Regions from separate parts of the Rattus norvegicus genome. Here region 2 is linked to region 1. Evidence: chromatin contacts called from public HiChIP or PLAC-seq data. All regions are on one chromosome and are shown on one strand. The core of a region is the stretch at or near the end of the contact, and the rest is flanking DNA. Distances in the headings are between cores, read along the strand shown. Region 1 holds the start of Psmd1 (proteasome 26S subunit, non-ATPase 1). Region 2 holds the start of Ncl (nucleolin).

Region 1 (2,700 bases), core at 144-2,643:
GACTTACGAGTGTCAAAAAAATCTAGTATTTACCCCCAGAGCTTATTGGGAAACAAAGGAAATATTTCCTTTGATGGGAACTAAAGTTCATTATAATCATCTGTATTTATCAGGACAAAAGTCTGACTTCAAGTACAAACACTTCTTCATGTGTCTGAAAACAGCCATCACAGGGTGTAGTGGTGCAGAGTATAAATAAGTCCCAGTATTTGGGAAGCAGAGGCAGGAGATCTCTGTGAGTTTGAGGTCAGCCTGGTCTACATAGTGAGTTCGGGGACAGCGCTACAAAGTGATTGCCTGTCTGAAACAGACAAAACGATAAAAGAGAAGAGAAGAGGGGGGAAGAGAATAAAGGTCTAACATCTCTACCCATTTCCTTAACCAATCCTCATAAAGATGGTCTTAAGGTCCCCACCATACAGATTACTGTCTACTGAGAACCTGTTTGTTCACAATCAAATACTTGTAGCGCAAGTACAGAATAAGGACAACCAAGCAGCCAAGGCTGAAAAAGCACCAAGACCGGGAACAGCTATATGCAAATCAAGTGTATAGTGGTGGGCTTGAAAGTTTCCATTTAGCAGTTCATCCCAACACCTTCCCATTTCAATAGCCACTACAAGTACCTAAAACTATACAAGTGGGTGAACCCGGCTTTGCAGTCCCGAGAATCTCAAACACACACGGTAAGTTGGCTTTCCACTCAATACTTCCTTCACTGAACGAGGTTCTTAAGTGAATAAGGTGGCCCCAGAAACCCAGCCACCTCAAACCTACTTTCGGACTTCTAGGAGAAGGTATCTCAAGCCCGAGCCAGAAGCACAGAAGTGTAGCAGTTAGGCTGCCCGGCCAGGAGCTGCTATAAGATGTTACGATGGCACCGGGGCGCATCCCAAGCTGATACACCTACGGGGAAGGATCGGGGGTCATTCGACCAAGAAGCGGACAGAGAGAATAAAGGTCCAGCGACCGCCTAGGAGCCCGGTCCGGTCCTGGCACGGGGGTGTGGCTGGCCAGGGACGCTCAGGTGGCTACCTGGTCCTATTCCTACGAACCCAAGGGGCCTGCAGTAGCCTGGTCAGTCTCCCAGCCCTTGATCCCCGAGGTGGGCCTCGGGCAGAGGGGCCGCGCAGGCCGGCGCTCGACCCGGAGGTGCCCAGTCACCCGCCCTGACTCAGCTAAACGCCGGCGCGGAGGTGGCTCCTCACTGGGGCGCCTGCTCCCGGCCGCACTCACCGGCTGAAGTGATCATGGCTGCGCCCTGCACTCGCCGATCCGCTCGTCCACAGTTCTGGCCAAGCCCTGGATCTGTCAGCTCAGGGCCCGCTTGCTCTACCGCACCTCCAGGTTCCCGGGTGCGCTGCTCAGTCAGTCCCCTCACAGGCCGCCGGCTCGCTTCTAGCCGAGGACCTCGCCCGCCCTAGGGCTGCCCTCATCTCCGCCTGAGGCTTGACGCAAATTCACCTCCACGCCTGTGTCTTTTAGGCAGCTCCGGCCTCTCGATACCATGCAATAGGGTAAAATAATGCCGTTGTTTTTTATAATTCTCGCGAGGTCATAGATCTGGTCGGCTAGGAACGAACATTCATTTGCACTTGCCATCAGGCTTCAAAATAGACACCCTTGCAAAGAGAGGTCCTCTCATCATCCGCCATTGCTAAGAGAAAGGGTGCTAGGGAAGGTCTAAGCAGTGCTCGCAGCGCCACCTAATGGTATGGCGGTCTCACTGCAGTAATGCCCGTCAACCCAAGACTATTGGGAATATAGGTACGTGTTTTCTTAGAAAAGCAACTGAGGCAGAAGGATCTTGAATTCGAGGCCAGCCTAGGTTATAAAAGATATGCTATTTAAGTGGGGGAAAGGTAGTGGTGGAATACTGCTGGAGAGACGACTTGGTCACTTAAGTGGGTTGAGTCTGGATTCTCAGTGGCCGGTGTAAACCCAGGGCTGGAGGAGGTGAAAACGGGTCGATTATCTGGGGCTTGCTGTTGGTCCAGCCAGTTAGTGAGCTCCAGGTCTAGTAAGAGACTCTGGTTCAAAAAATAAAGTGGCTGAGTGTAATGGTTCACGCCTTTAATCACAGCACCCAGGAAGCAGAGGCAAAGGCAGAGGCAGGCAGATCTCTGTGGATTTAAGGCCACCCTGGCCTACAAGTAGATTCCAGGACAGCCAGAGCCACAAAGTGAGACCTTTGAGGGGGTGGGTCCTAGGGAGGGGTGGAAGAGCAACTGAGGAAGACACCCAATGTTAACCTCCAGCCTACTTGCACATATGTGTGTATGTGTGTGTGTGTATAATGTGTGTGTGTTTATATATGTGTGCAAGTTTGACACAAACTTGCCTCCATGACTGTGTCTTTTGTACAGCTACAACCTCCAGAGGACCTCTCCTTACCCCAAATATGAACACACACGCAAAAATAGACTTTACGGGTGTCAAACATGGAGGTGCACCCCTTTGGAGGCAACGGGAGGCAGATCTGTGAGTTCCAGGCCAGCCTTGTCTCCATAGGGAATTCTGATGAGATAGGAGTCATAGATGGAGAGCCTGTCTTAAAAGAGCAGTTGCCGGGGTTGGGGATTTAGCTCAGTGGTAGAGCGCTTGCCTAGCAAGTGCAAGGCCCTGGGTTCAGTCGCCAGCTCCGAAAAAAAGAAAAAAAAGAAAAAAAAAAAAAAAAAGGGGCAGTTGCCTTTCATGGTT
Region 2 (2,700 bases), core at 101-2,600, 300 kb before region 1:
TCAGATAGAAAACCCGGGGTCTCAACACATCCCACTTGAGTTAAAATCTCCCGAGGATGGCAAAGGAGGGGGCAGGGGTATCTCCGAGTTCGAAGGCAGCCTGGTCTAGAATGAGTCCCGGGGCAGCCAGGGCTACAAAGAGAAAACCTATCTCAAAAACTCCAATCAAGGGGTTGGGGATTTAGCTCAGCGGTAGAGCGCTTGCCTAGCAAGCGCAAGGCCCTGGGTTCGATCCCCAGCTCCGAAAAAAGAACCAAAAAACAAAAAAACAAAAAAACAAAAAACTCCAATCAAATCTTCTAGATTGGGCCGGGCGTGACGACGCGGGTCGAGGCTAGCCTGGTCTACACAGTGTGCTCTAGGACGGCCAGAGCAAATAGTGAGGCCCTATCTCAACCCCCACCAGCACCTCCACAGGTAATTTTTAATCGATATTGTCAGCTGATGAGGGCACCCGTTTGCTACGCTTGGAACCAGTTAGTGGCAATCCGTTTAAAGCAATCCAAGACAACTCTCTCGTCCTCTGCCACGGAGGGAACTCGTGAGCGGTCCCAGGCAGGCCGAGTACTTCTCCCACCACACACCAGGAAGTCACCTCTCTGAACCTGGAGTTATACCTACCGCGTGAGGTCAGAGATTAAATGGACTGTTTGTGCACTGCTCACACACACACACACACACACGCGCGCGCGCGCGCGAAATTGCTTTTATTAGGAGCTCTCAGGAAAGTGGTGGCTCGCATCAGGCTACCACAGCCAAGAGGACCGCCACCTCTACCGAGGGCAGGCCAAGGCCCACTAAACGGCCCGAATGAACTCTAGGCCTTCCGGCGCTCTCCAGCTCTTCAGCGCGGCGAACGTTCTAGGCCCCTGAGAAGTCCACCGGGAGGCGCAGGTTTCCGCTACGCAAGGGAAATCCCCGAGAAATGCCCAGACCACCTAAGCACAGACGTCCATGCGGCGTACGGATACCTGAGGGAATCCGGGCCATACCGCCACCTACTCGCGCCTCACTCAAGCCGCGCCAAACTCGCGCGTTTCACTGCGCAGGCGTGTAGCGAGCGGGCGCTCAGGAACACTCAAAGGACCAGCACACTGACCAATCAACGTCCGCCTTGGCCAAAACTAGTCCCGCCCTCAAAAGCAGACGTCAGGCCCTGCCCCTAAGAGCCCCGCCCTCCCCCACGCTTTAGGCCCGACCCACGCCGTCCTGGGTTAAGGCTCGCGGTTGGTTCGGGGGACGGACGCGAGCTCTGGTTGGTGGAGGTGAGGTCACGAGAACACCTTCGTCGCCTTTCCAGAGGCGATTACTGGGCAAGCTCAGTCTTTTGCCTCAGACGCTAGCTGTAGCTGGCAGGCGGTTGTACGTGCTCCAGAGTCTTCATTACCCGCCGATCCAGTCGTCTTCGCGTGGGTTCCGCTAAGCTCTTCTGAGCTGCTCGCTCTCTACACACGCCGTCGCCGTAATCCGCCATCATGGTGAAACTCGCAAAGGTAATAGGCCTGACGCGCGAACACGGACGACTAGGCCTGCTTTCTGAGAGACGCGCGCGCGCCCGTCGCGGAGGGGAGGAGGGCCTGCGCACAGTCCCGGGCGCGTTCGAGGGCGCCATGCTGAGGGAAGTCTCGCGCGACTAGCGGGAGGTCTCGCGGTGTTTGGCCTCTGACTTGAGGGATGAGAGGAGCCGAGGCAGGTTCTGGGAGGGCGATGTAGAGTGCACCGGGGCCGGGGGTCGGTGTGAGGGGAAGTCGGAGGAGTTGAGCGCGGAGAGGGGGTTGGAGGCTCGGCGAGTGAAGTGGGCCAACCTTAAGCGGCTAGCGCTCTCGGCCCCGCCTCCCGGCGCACGTGCTCCGGTGCGCGGCCCGCCACGTGGGTTACGGCGCTCCGCACGTGTCGCGCGTCCGAGGCAGTGAGGGGAGTGGGAGTACACCGGGAAAGGGGACAGTAGAGTTGGCCTAGTTACCTAGCGATCCGCAGTCCCTGACCGTGACGGGTAGATGGACACGTGGTGGGCTCCTGAGGTAGCGCGTGGTGACCGGCTAGGTGACTCCACGTGGTTTGGCTGTAAGCGTGAGAAAGTAGGAAGTAGCTCCGATACAGAGATGCTTTTAAGAGGTGCCTTCGAGATAACCCCCTTCCCCGGCAAATAGTTAAAATGGAACCTTTAACTGGGTTTTTTTCTTTTTTGTGGAACGTGCCAGAAAATAAAGTGCCACGACTAAGTAGACTTTAAAAACCTGTGGCTGTTTCCTGGTGAAGGTTTCTGTCTGTAAGACAAATTATGCGCAGTTCTCAGAAAAATTTGCCAGGAAGAGTGTCGTGCCTGGCCACGAGAAGTCTTTATGCTTGTGTTCTTTAGTAAGAAAGGAGGTGGTGGCCGAGGACAAAGTGGCTTACAATGCGGGTGATTTTTTTGTGTGCATTTGTAGGCCGGCAAAACCCACGGAGAGTCCAAGAAAATGGCTCCTCCTCCAAAGGAGGTGGAAGAAGATAGTGAGGATGAAGAAATGTCAGAAGATGAAGATGACAGCAGTGGAGAAGAGGAGGTAGGATGCTATTTGAAAAATTGTGTGATTTGCAGTGGTAGATTGACTGGAAGTGTCAGAAATAACAGTCAGTTCGGGGGGGTGTCTGGGCAGAGTTTCGTATGTTGTATTGAGTAGAGTTTACTGTAGATTTGTGGGGTGGTTTTCCCTCCGT

Evidence for each region. HiChIP or PLAC-seq counts read pairs in DNA pulled down with a chosen protein or histone mark.
Region 2: an H3K27ac HiChIP or PLAC-seq map of oligodendrocytes shows a contact between it and region 1, with 4 times the contacts expected there. The contact joins the promoter of Ncl here to the promoter of Psmd1 in region 1. A contact is called at or near these places in 1 of 12 Hi-C or Micro-C datasets (hepatocytes) and 1 of 1 datasets of contacts at active chromatin or transcription factors (oligodendrocytes).

What each region holds. Positions count from the first base shown.
Region 1 is chr9:94,156,664-94,159,363 of GRCr8, reverse strand. Psmd1 (proteasome 26S subunit, non-ATPase 1) reads right to left here and starts at 1,393. Exons shown (of 25, transcript NM_031978.2): 1 at 1,237-1,393. The coding sequence starts at 1,252.
Region 2 is chr9:94,454,733-94,457,432 of GRCr8, reverse strand. It overlaps Ncl (nucleolin), which reads left to right and starts at 1,350. Exons shown (of 14, transcript NM_012749.2): 1 at 1,350-1,493; 2 at 2,430-2,546. The coding sequence starts at 1,476.